2 separate regions of the Mus musculus genome follow, and region 1 is linked to region 2. The links are chromatin contacts, called in public promoter capture Hi-C maps. All regions are on one chromosome and are shown on one strand. Each heading gives the region's core, a stretch centred on a gene start, on an enhancer-like site or on the middle of the called end of the contact. The rest is flanking DNA. Distances are from core to core; before and after follow the strand shown. Region 1 overlaps Ube4a (ubiquitination factor E4A). Region 2 overlaps Treh (trehalase (brush-border membrane glycoprotein)).

The links. Capture Hi-C pulls out chosen DNA fragments and counts their contacts.
Region 1: a contact with region 2 is called in a promoter capture Hi-C map of adipose tissue. The contact joins two enhancer-like sites. A contact is called at or near these places in 9 of 39 promoter capture datasets (the 3T3-L1 cell line, the C10 cell line, HPC-7-derived erythroid cells and 5 more), 3 of 484 Hi-C or Micro-C datasets (Th1 cells, group 2 innate lymphoid cells and nephron progenitors) and 2 of 9 other capture datasets (adipose tissue and macrophages).

Annotation. Positions count from the first base shown.
Region 1 is chr9:44,942,192-44,948,220 of GRCm38.p6, forward strand. It overlaps Ube4a (ubiquitination factor E4A), which reads right to left. Exons shown (of 21, transcript NM_001346698.1): 9 at 5,835-6,026; 10 at 3,993-4,326; 11 at 2,614-2,734; 12 at 375-679. Among named protein-coding and RNA genes, the nearest start is that of Ube4a, 20 kb to the right of the region's middle. Within about 2 kb of position 4,275, at least 17 of the 459 cell types and tissues checked have an H3K27ac peak or open chromatin away from gene starts, as enhancers often do. A contact at or near this core is called in adipose tissue, where this site is marked.
Region 2 is chr9:44,682,594-44,688,693 of GRCm38.p6, forward strand. It overlaps Treh (trehalase (brush-border membrane glycoprotein)), which reads left to right. Exons shown (of 15, transcript NM_021481.3): 5 at 39-139; 6 at 276-368; 7 at 456-572; 8 at 660-782; 9 at 979-1,028; 10 at 1,172-1,366; 11 at 1,915-2,132; 12 at 2,342-2,453; 13 at 2,676-2,788; 14 at 3,034-3,087; 15 at 3,283-3,712. The coding sequence ends at 3,423. It overlaps Phldb1 (pleckstrin homology like domain, family B, member 1), which reads right to left. Exons shown (of 22, transcript NM_153537.4): 21 at 6,024-6,100; 22 at 3,715-5,105. The coding sequence ends at 4,965. Among named protein-coding and RNA genes, the nearest start is that of Treh, 12 kb to the left of the region's middle. Within about 2 kb of position 3,313, at least 48 of the 459 cell types and tissues checked have an H3K27ac peak or open chromatin away from gene starts, as enhancers often do. A contact at or near this core is called in adipose tissue, where this site is marked.

The sequences.
Region 1 (6,029 bases), core at 3,025-5,524, 260 kb after region 2:
GGGATTTTTTTTTTCCTAAAAAAACAAAACAAAACAAAAAACCCCAAAAACCCTCAGGGAGGGTTAGACAGGCAGTTGAATCTTTGAAAGTCAAACAATATTAACGACAGACACTAAGAGCTGTGAAAACCCTGACTGCAGTTCATCTCTGGCAGGCTGTTTTCTGACAGTCCCACTATCAGGGACACAAAGCTGGAGAAGCAACTACTGGGGCCCCATGATTTGGCCAGGAGATTCTTGTAAGTTTGAGTAGCTTCTCTAAAAACAATGAAATGATAACTAAGGAAGGCTATTTTGAGGATTAAGCTTCCAAGGTGACCCAGTTAAACTTAGGTGGCTATTAATAGGTTGTTTCCAAGGGACAGGCTGCTTACCTGGCACATAAGCCAAAGAGCTGTAGCCATCTGGCAAAGGGAAACTTAGTTCTATTGGCTGGGAGCCCTCATTGCCTATGGCCAGTTGAACCAGCAGAACAGCCATGGACACCTGCAAATTCAGACAGTTTTGCAGCATCTGGGGTTCAGTCATAGCAGTCTTGGTAGAGAGATAGATGGTCATCAGGCGTTCGAACTGCTCACGGAGATTGTCAGCAGCAGGGCTAGAACTCTGCTGAGCATCCCGCCAGGCAACCTGCAGCCGATGCAGATTTTGGTTGATTTTTACCATCTGATCATGCAACCTGCCCCCAAGAAAGCAGAAGAGACTAGGTCAGGGAGGCCCATGTGGGGGCAGTGTAGTATAGACCACACTGAAAAGCAAATCCTTGTTTGTTTTTTATAGTGTTCTATACTTGTAGAAAGTTGCAGGGTCAATGACACAGAAGGTACTCACAAAAGTTACCAGCTGGTCAGACGCAAGGTGCACTGTTCTCAGAAAATGTTACCATATGCACAACAAATCTGAAGCTAATTATGCAGAGTGAGTGGCCTCTCACAGGAGCAGGGTGCAGAGTGTGTGGTTATTATGGAAAACAGACATTTTAATGATGCAGAGTATGAGCAGCCCAGTACAAGCTTTAGAGTACATTGGTGAGGTCAGAGGATAATCTTTGCACAGTGAGAAAACTATGTAGGTGAAAAAGACTTGATTCTAACAACCACACCTAGAGCAGCCATATTCAGGCACACAACCTAAGAGCATCGCCCAGCCTTCTGAAGAATAAGATAATTATTCTTCACAAAATTTCACTCTAATATTGAAAAGAAGACCTAGAACTAAAAGCTACTGACAACTGGTTCTACATGTACAATCCTAAATCACTTCCTTGGATCTTGCAGACAGCTACTAGGGTGACAGTAGGAAACTAGATGCCAGGCATTTCTAGATCTGAATTTAGATTGTTGAGCAGATCAAGCACATGTTGAACTTCTGTGACATTTAAAATGTCAACAACAGGGCAGAAACACTGTCTAATAAAGACATTTTCATCCCCCTCCCCCATGAATTTTCTGCTGGAGGAGTTGAAAAAACAAAACAAAAAACCCCAAAACCTTACATTAATTTAAGTATCCTGAGAATGCATTAAAAAAATCAGTATTCCAGGCCAGGCATGTGATACACACTGTTACACTGTTAATCTCAGCACTCAAGAGGTAGAGGCAGTCTGGTCTACAGAGTGCGTTCCAGGATAGCCAAAGCTACACAGAGAAACCCTGTCTTGAACGAAAGAACAAACAAACAAATAAACAAAAAACTATCAGTATTCCTGGGTCTGGGGCGATGGCTCAACTGATAAACTGCTTGCATATGCGAGCAAGGGGACCTGTGTTTAGATCCCCAGCACCCATGTAAACACGAGTGTGCTGGTGTGCCCTGCGGTCCTAATGCCGGGACACAGAAACAGGAGGATCCTGGAGTCTTGCTCAATCAGTGAGCTCAAGGTTCAGTGAAAGATCCTCTCTCAAAAGATACGGTGGGGGAGCATCTGAGAAAGCCACCTGACCCCAATCTCTGGCTTCTAAATCACACCTGAGCATGGGTGCCCTGTTCCCACCAATTAAAAAAAAACCCCAGTATTCATAATACTCTTTCTACAGATGAGATGTAGGAGTTGTTATTTCTCCTCCTTATCCTGGAAACCATTCTCTGCTCAACAAAGGGAAAAACTGTGGAGTGGCATATGGCTGGTTTGCTAGAAATGGATGCTTCCGGAACGTCTACACAAGCTCTCAGCCTTCCTGTCTTTAGAAGCAGTCCTCTCAGGTCCGCAGCTCTTATGTGCTCGGATTGTCTATCTGGAGTCCCTTACACCAGTCTCTCAACTTATGAAAGTTTGTCTCTTGTCTTTCTTTGGACATCAGAAGTAATAACTCAATGGTAAAGAGTGAAATGTAAAATGACAGTAATTAGATTTTCCTAGATAATAACAAAAAGGCAGGGATTGAAAAGTTGGCAAAATGTGGAGAAAATATTAGTACAATGTTAATTTTAAAGAGAGATTTAAAAAAAAAAAACCCTGTAAGTAATCCGTACAAAGTGGACTCAGGTAAATTTAAACCAGTGCATGTGACTTCCCTGTGCCATCCTAACAGGGCTCTTCAGACTCACTGCCCACCTTCAAGCTGTCAACACAACTAACGGGACCATTCTTTTCCAAGACATCAAAGGAGTTACCTGTGAAATCCCAAGTACAAGGTATACTCTGTCAGGGCCAGGTTCTCCGTCACAAGGTTGTAGCTCTGGGGGAACGTTGGCTCCTGCACAGCTGGGATCAGACAGGTCTCCTTGTCCAAACCTCGAAGAAGCAAAAGGAATGGTGATGGACTGCTCTCCACAGACATCGGTCTTGGGCTCCACTCTCCCTCAGCCTCCATATTTCTACAATATCTTCCTTGTAACATATCTCCAATGACTTCCTTGTCTAAAAACACTTTCTGGCTTCCTGATATCTACAGAAACAGCTAAATCTCTTTTGCTGGACCAATGAAATCAGCAAAAAACCTAAACTGAGTGATAATACTGTATACTTTCCAAGTGATAGGCAATGGGACATTTTCCTCTTTCTGTCTGTCCGTCCGTCCGTCCTTCCTTCCTTCGAGACAGAGTCTCTGTGTAGCTCCGGTTTTCAAGGAACTTGCTCTGTCAACCAGCCAGGCCTCAAACTCACAAAGATTCACCTGTCTCTGTGTCTTGGTGGCTGAGATTAAAGGCATGGGCTACTATTACTTGGCTATTTCAACTTATTCTTTGCTTTTCAGTGTTTTAAGATAAATTATTTTTGTGCAGATATTGGTTTTGTTAATTTATAAGAGGCTAAAAAAAATGCCCCCAAACCTAGAAGGAAATCAGTCAAAACCAACAAGAGATTTGTTCTGAGTGACAGATCAGGGCCCACTCCTTTTCACTTCTCCATATTCACGTTTTCTCCAGTCCGGTGCCAGCTTTCTTCCTCCCACCCCACACTCTTCAGAGCCCAATCCTGTCCCTTGCTCTAACTACAAGGAACTTCTCACTATTCCTCAATCAATTCTTTCCATAGATTTTTTTTTCTAGATAGCCTCCAACTCCAAGACTACCTGCCTCTGCCTGTCAAGTCAGTGCGTGCTGCTGCTTCCACAGGCTGCCACCTCTACATCAGCTAGTCTCTACACTCCTGCTCCTTTGCCTGGTAAACTCTGACTTGTCTGTTGAGACATGAAGACGACAGCTCTGCAGAACTGGTTGTTCAACCATACTGCTGTTGTCCAGAAAATGTTGATAACCTACCTGTCTGCCCTCTTCTGGAACCTCTGAGTTCAAGAAGGATAGCAGCTGTATCTGACTGCACTTTATAAAAGATGAGGAAATGAATATCCAAGGTTGCCAGAATCAGACGGAAGGTCTCAACAAGGCCTAACATTTAAAAGCTAACAGGTGCTGTTTTTCAAAATTCCATGTTATTTAACTTGTTCTCATCTGTTTTGAACAAGGGGCACTTTCTCAAAGGCCAAGGGAGCAAATGCTTCAGAGGTGAGACACACTCACTGTTTTGAAGAGCCCAGTTCCCCACCTACCTCTCATATGCACACTTTTAATTTTTCGTTCTTCATCATTCAAGTCCTTGAGGACACAGTACGTGGGGTTAAAGGTGAGGAGCCGGGAGGATCTGGGCTTGCAGAATGGCTGGCACAGCTTCAGGAGGGCAGCACCCAGATTCAGAAAGAAGGCATCCGAGGCATACATTTGGAAGAAGATTTCGGGCATCTGATTGGCCCAGATCTTGGTGCGGCCTGCATTTGCATGCAAACAGTTTCCAAGCCAGAACAAGATACAGTGCTTGGTTTCTGGAGAGAGCTGGAGCAAGTTCTTCAGCATCTGGTAGATCTTTTCATGGAACTGAGCCATGAACTGTTTAGCCAGAAAACACAACCACAGAACATTCCAATTTCACAATCCTGGTATTTTCTTTTTTACTCCTAAGCCCCAGCAAATACAGGTTTTTAAATAAATGCTAATCTTAACCTTTCCCTTTTCCCCTTTTGTACCTGATTTTCTGATTCTGATATATGTTTATTTACACGTCATAGATATTATATGTATTACTGGATACTTAGGAGACCTTTTCTGGTCAGCTGCCATATTGCACAGATTTAATAGGTTTCACAGTAGGGATTTTTGGTACAGTGTTAGGTGATAAATCCTTCGGCTCAATTTTTCAAATGGTTGTCACAGCATTACTCACCTCTACCACTGTAGTATGATACTGAGCCATAAATGGAACAGATAGACATGGCTATAGTCAATAAGTGTTTTTAGTTTTTATATTACATTTATTCAGTGTCAGTGTAGTTGTATGTGGGAGTAACACACTAGGAAGCATGTATGAGCACGTATGGGAGCAGATTCTCTGCTGTGTGGCCCTGGGGAACAGCCTCGAGGCAGCAGACTGGATGATAAGATCTTTACTCACTGAGCCAGCTCCATGGGCCCAGTAAATCCTTCTTTATAAGAAACAAACACACACCAAGGGCAGTTAGTTTGGCCACTGTTGTAGTCTGCTAAACACCTGCTTGACAGCACCGTGATGACTTAACAGTAACGGGACACTTAACTGTGCCCTGTTTGGCCATCTATGCCTCTTCATCAGACTACTGCTAAATTCTGTTAAGAGGCCTATGCATGAAGAGGAGGAAGGGGAAGATTTATAAGATAGATGGCTCTCGTCATAAGGATTATGAGCTGAGTGACGACAGTGTCTTGGCGAGAAGGGCAAGAACTGAGGGGTGTGCAGCACTGTCACACTGGGCAGATCTCACCCACGCCAACCATCATCCCCTTTTTAGTGAAGGACTGAAGACAGTGACACTGTTCTTTTCTTTTTTTGAGACAGGATTTTTCCACATGTCATGGAACTCACCATGTAGACTAAGCCTGCCTTTGTCTCTGTCTGCTGAGATTATAATAGGTGTGTGTCAAGGCTGATTTCTTTGCTGCCTCCCCCTGCAAGCCCCCCCCCCCTTTTTTTTTTGAGACAGAGTTTCTCTGTGTAGCCCTGGCTGTCCTGGAACTCAAAGATCCGCCTGCCTCTGCCCCCAAGTGCTGGGATTAAAGAAGTGCACTCCCCCACCCCCGCCCCTTCCATTATTTTTGAGACCCTCTCTCCTATAGTGTAGGTTTGCCTAGTACTGGCTATGTAGCTCAGGATGACCCCCTGACTCTTACTTCTTAAGTGCTAGGATGACAAGCATGTGCCACCCCACACCCTCAATCAGGGGGCAATTTTGTTATGTTCTTATGACAAACGCCAGCCAGACTAATTAGCTTTCCTAGGCAGGATGAAGCAGCCTTATCCCTACATGGCTCCTTGGTCATCTCAAAGCAGGGGCTGTGGCAGACACCCTGGGAGGCGGTTCCACCTGATGGATGTTGGCCTCCTGTACTTTGATCTCCTGAGGACTGGAACGGGATGGATTCAGGAAGAAGCCATGGTTCTCTACCACACCCGGAGTCTTTAACAAGCACGAGATATTCAGGATGACTCCCAGCAAGGTCTTCTGATACATCTGCCCATTGCTGGGATCCTTGGGCTGAATGTATTCTAAAAACACCTG
Region 2 (6,100 bases), core at 2,063-4,562:
GGTGCTAGGCTGCCCTGGGTCCTCTTCCCTGATTCCAGATGAAAGCAGAAGTCCTCAGCTACCCCGAGAGGTCCTCCCTAATCTACTCAAAGCACCCCTTCATTGTGCCCGGGGGGCGCTTTGTTGAATTCTACTACTGGTGAGTACCCACGTCTAAAAGGCTAGGGCCCCATGGAGGCTGGCAGAGGTGTGGAAAATCCAGGACCAGCACCCTCCAATATGGGAGTGCTGGACAGAGGGTGCAAGCTAGCTGATGAGAGCTGGCTCCTTCTCAGGGACTCGTACTGGGTGATGGAAGGCCTGCTTCTTTCTGAGATGGCCTCAACAGTGAAGGGTATGCTGCAAAACTTTCTGGATCTGGTGAAGACGTAAGAAGGGATCTTGGGCAGGGAGCTGGGCTTGCCTTTGCTTTGCTGTTGGGCCAGGAGGTACCTAAACAGAGTCTCTCTTGGCAGCTACGGACATATCCCCAACGGTGGACGCATATATTACCTGCAACGGAGCCAGCCCCCACTCCTGACTCTCATGATGGATCGATATGTAGCTCATACCAAGGATGTCGCCTTCCTTCAGTGGGTACCCTGCCAGTGCTGGAGACTTCCCAGGGCCAAGGGCAATGGCTTTGTACCCGGGCTGAGGTGTTGCTTGCTTCAACCCAGGGAGAATATTGGGACTCTAGCCTCTGAACTGGACTTCTGGACTGTGAACAGGACTGTCTCTGTAGTCTCAGGAGGACAAAGCTATGTCTTAAATCGCTACTATGTCCCTTATGGGGGACCCAGGTGAGAAACTGGCCTGCCATCAGCTCACTCTGACATGAGCATCTCTGCAACCTCAAACTGGAGGGGTGACTTAGACCCTGAGAGCCTGTGCGTGTCGGGTGTCAGGGTACCTTTTGAGTCAAGATGACCCAGCTTTCTGGCTGGCAGAGGGGCTTAGCACCTCCCAATGTTGGGCTGTTGTCCTTCTCTTGGCTAGGCCAGAGTCCTACAGGAAAGACGCAGAATTGGCAAACTCTGTGCCAGAAGGTAAGCAGGAACAGGAGGAGGGAGGACTGACAGACAGACGGACGGGGTGGCGGTGCTTAGCCTCTGTGACTGTCTGGCTTTGATCTGTGGCTGCTTTGTCCTGAAGTCAGTTGCGGCCTGGGGTTGCTGTTTTGTCCTCACAGGGGACCGAGAGACTCTGTGGGCTGAGCTCAAGGCTGGGGCTGAGTCTGGCTGGGACTTCTCTTCACGCTGGCTTGTTGGAGGCCCAGACCCTGATTTGCTCAGCAGCATCCGAACCAGCAAAATGGTACCCGCTGATCTGAACGCGTTCCTGTGCCAAGCAGAGGAACTGATGAGTAACTTCTACTCCAGACTAGGTGAGCATCCTGTGTCAGGAGGCAGGCCAGTGTGGGCTCCTGCATCAGCCTGGCCATGGGACTGGAGGTAGGTCTCCTCAGCCAGCTCAAGCCTTCACTCCTATGGAGACATGAAGAGAGACAGAGATAGAGAGAGACAAGAGACAGAGACAGACAGACACAGACGGAGACAGACACAGAGTGAGAGAGAGGATGATAGGACCACACACGTTCACACTGCTGTCCTTTTTGAAGGGTACCTCGGTGCATACATCAGCTCTCTCTCCATTCCCTGATGCTCTCATTAGCCTCCTCCGAGCAAGAGCCATCAGAATGGTGGACCCGGGAGACGGAGCAGCAAGTCCCAGGGAGCAGGGCAGGGATGTTAGTTCAAGGAGCCATGAATTCTAGTGGGCACTGGGGAATCATGGTCTTTGATCCTTAGGATTCCTAGTCTGTATGGGTACCACATATGGAAGGGGACAACATAAAGGCATCTAAAGCTAGGGAGCAAAAGGCAGTCAGTGCCCAGTGCTCTTCCTGCTGAGACTAAAGGCAGAACCACACAGGGAACGACACAGAGGCCACAAAGTACAGGAACCTGCGGGCCCAGCGCTTGGCCGCCATGGAAGCTGTCCTGTGGGACGAGCAGAAGGGTGCCTGGTTTGACTATGACTTGGAAAAGGGGAAGAAGAACCTGGAGTTTTATCCCTCCAACCTCTCCCCACTTTGGGCTGGCTGCTTCTCAGACCCTAGTGTTGCTGACAAGGCTCTGAAGTACTTGGAGGTGAGGGGACAGTGGGCAGGCGGGCCGGCCTGGCATCCTGGAGACAGGACCCTCCCTTCCCTGCAAGTCTCACTGAGGCCATTAGGAGTGGCTGTGAGGCAGGATGGGAAGGGTAAGGAGGGACAGACCTGCCTTCCCTGAGGGTGCTGAGTCCTTGGCTCCTGCTTCAGCAATCGCTCACAGTCACATCAATGTCTGGAACCTTCTAGGACAGCAAGATCTTGACCTACCAATATGGAATCCCAACCTCTCTTCGTAACACAGGCCAGCAGTGGGACTTCCCCAATGCCTGGGCCCCACTGCAGGACCTGGTCATTAGAGGTAAGAAAGGGACAGCTGATAGATCCATTTCACTTGTCTGGAAGACCCTCCCTCCTCCCCTTCACGCCAACCCCAGGCCTGGGATTAAGAACATGGGGTCCACAGGTTCAGAAAGGAGATCTGAGGGCCTAGATCTTCTTGCCTTGGGGAGACAAAGGCCAAAGCTTTCCTGCCCAGGATGGGGTCTCTGAATACTCAAGCCTTATCTGGGGTGGGGTCTAGGTTTGGCCAAGTCAGCTTCCCCCCGGACTCAGGAGGTGGCTTTCCAGCTGGCCCAGAATTGGATCAAAACCAACTTCAAAGTCTACTCCCAAAAGTCAGCGATGTTTGAGAAGGTGAGCTGGCTGGGGTATGTCTGCCATGGGGGTCTCACTCCATGGTTGAAATGGGGACTTTCAGACTTGGCCAGGCCTAAGACGGAACAAACTGGTACAGTGCGACCCCTGGTGGCCATTCTTGGGCACTGCAGGGGTCTGAGCAGCAGCTCGGCACATCTTTTGCTTCAGTGGCTGTTACTCTATAGCTAGGGTGGTCCGGCTTAGGGGCAGTATCCATCTATAACTCCTGTGTCTGTCCCCAGTATGACATCAGCAACGGTGGACATCCAGGTGGAGGAGGGGAGTATGAAGTTCAGGTGAGCAAGCTAGGGTGAACTGATCCAGTTACAGGCAAGTCCTGGGATCTGCTGTCCCAGTAAGTGGGCCTATGGAGAGAGTCAGAATGGCAATCATTGGTGCCCCTGGGGACAGAAGCCCTGGGAAGAAGGGATCCCCCAAACGGGGCTTGAGGGCCTCAGTGATCTGGCCCTACTGTCCTGGCCTCTCTCCAGGAAGGATTTGGCTGGACAAACGGATTGGCCCTGATGCTTCTGGATCGCTATGGTGACCAGTTGACTTCAGGGACCCAGTTAGCTTCCCTGGGACCCCACTGCCTAGTGGCTGCCCTTCTTCTCAGTCTTCTGCTACAGTGACAAGAACAAGAATGGACTCACTGCCTGCGCTTTCTCCCCTGGCCCCAGCTCATGGTTCATTAAACCCTTGCTCTACCTCCCTTCTAGCCCCACCCCCACCCCGCCCCTTCCTGCTCATAGTGTCCTGAGCCAAGAAGTGACCAAGAGGTCAAGACTGTAATTTTCACAGTGTTCTGAGCCAAGAAGTGACCAAGAGGTCAAGGTTGTAATTTTCACGAGGGCGGAAACTGAATCCTGATACCTAAAGTATCCTATCGGGTACCAAATATAGCTCAGACTTCCACACTCATGTACATAGTCAAAATGCTTTTATTGTTCTGCTGAAATGCTTACAAATACTGCAAAACACCCAACCAGGCCCAGCAACTAAGGGCCCAGTGCTGGGGAGGGCAGGGAAGGTGGCTTAGTGTTAAGGCGCAAGGCTGAGGCCAGCCAGCTGGAGACTTATCCTCCGTTCTCCTTTCCCATCACCTTTGGGAAACTGAAGGGAGATTACCACAGCTCAGGGCCTCTGCTTCTGCCCGCCCCAGCCCCAACTCAGGCTTCTTTGCAGGCACTCTGAGCTACCCTTGTTCCTCACTGGGAACTAGTCCTGTTAGAATGGGAGGGCAGACCTCTCAGCTTCCTCTCCCCTCAGTGATGCTGTCCCTCTGGTCTTGGATCCCAGGACATCATCCCTTCTGGCTCTAAGCAAGGCACAGTAAAAGGGAGAGGGGCTGGGCTGGGGGCTGGAGACACACTGCAGCCGGGAGGAATTCCATCTCCTCCCACCATGTGACATGCCCCCAGGCCTGGGTTGGAGAGATGATGGCACGTACCCTCATGTGGCCCACAGCCAGAAGCAGTGGGCAAAGCCACAGAGTGGCCATGGCAATTAGTGTGTAACCATGGTGATGAAGCGGTCACCATGGAGACAAGGATGACGGGCTTGTAACAGGATGATGGGGCTGGACCTCGAAAGTGACACTTGAGGTCTCTGGTCCTTGAGCTGAGTAGTGACAAGTGGGAGGTGGGAGGAGGAGGAAGAGGAAGAAGAGGAGGAGGCAGATGGGGTTGGGGCCTGAGCCGCTCCCCAGCTCTGCACGTGGCTCTGCTCAGGACCCCTCCCAGCCCCTGCAGAGGGGATGAGATGAGAAGGGGATCTTTGGCAGATTCTGGTACCATAGTTTGTCCTTTACAAAGAGAAAACAAGCTGGGGTGGGTGGGTGCCGGGACAGAGCCGAGAGCGCAGCTCAGCAGCCTCTTCAGCCTGCTGGACCCAGGAGGGAACCTGAACTTCTGGACTCCCAGGACCGACAAGGCCTCTCCCTCTTCCTTTCCTCTCTGCTGGCTCTTTAGGGACTGGAGCTCAATTCCCAAGCACCAAACTCCTCATAACACAATTTGTCTTCTTGCACAAAAGCCCCGAGGTACTCAACTACATCCCGATCCTTTGCAGCCCCGTGCCCAATGTGCCACTGTCCCCAGGGACAAGCAGAGTGGCAGGTGGCAGGGCACGGAGTCCTGGGGCTGAGCTGGGGAACCCAGGAGGTGCAGGGTAGTTAGTTCATGAATTGAGTGTAGCCCTCGGCCCCCGTGACGATGACATCCATCCAGATGCGCATGGCCTCTGCAGACGGGGCCACCATGTAGTACAACCGGTCATGGGTCTTCACACAGAAGGTGAGGGCCGGATTCGGACTCTGGAAGGCAAGACAGGAAGTGCTAAGATGAGACTCCATGCCTAGAACGTTCTGTTCACTCATCTGCACTTTCTCCTCAAAGTCCCCAGGTAGCCCTGAATTTAAGGCCGAGTCTCAAACAGGCCAGACCCCGGTCCCCAAGAGTCCATAGGTTTGCATTCTAACACACGGCAGTACTAGGCTCTCTAAACCCTCACAACCCCAAGAGGGGGATACCTCTCAGTTCCAACAGGGGCATACCTCAGTTCCAAAGTTAATACAAAAGAATCTGTCACAAGGGCTGTCCCAATGAGAACCAGATTCTCCTCTAAGCCAAAAGGAGGCAGAAGAAGGCTTTCAGTAGGATGGTGGGCCAGACCCCAGAGGGCATAGGTCAGGGTTAGGTGAGGTCTAAGGGCTGGCAAGAGAGGGCAATTTGCGTATGGCGAGCTGGCTCAGCCTCCAAGGTCACCTTCTATCAATCGCCCCTCTCCAATCAAGTGTCTGCACTTCCCCGCAGCCGCCCCGTAGCTCCCATCTGTACTGTCCCTGCCCTGGGGGCTACACCAGCTGTCCTAGCCAGAGAGGAAGGCAACAAGTGCGCTTCTTTCAACAGGCACTTCTTGCTCTTCTCGCTGGCCTGGAACAAGTTAGAGGGATGGAGGGAGTCAGCGGTCAGGGGCCAAAAGGCACAGGAACTGTTAATATGAGGAGCTCTGGTTACTGGCATGTGGGGTTGGGGGTACCTTAGTCACCATGGTGAAGTGGAAAAACCTTTTCTGGGAGGGGAGGAGGAAGAAAGGAAGAGACAAACGGTAAAGAGAGGGAGTGTGAAGCAGAGCCGGAGTCGGGGCAGAGGACGGGCTCGAAGCCTCTGTGCTCACGACACCCCTGCCTGGTGGTATTCCTGCAGCCACACTCTGGTCCTCCCTGCCTCACCTTGGCTGCGCTGCGCAGGTGGTCATAGTACACTTCCTCGATGGCCTGGAAATAGATGACCCCCTTCAGCTTCGTCT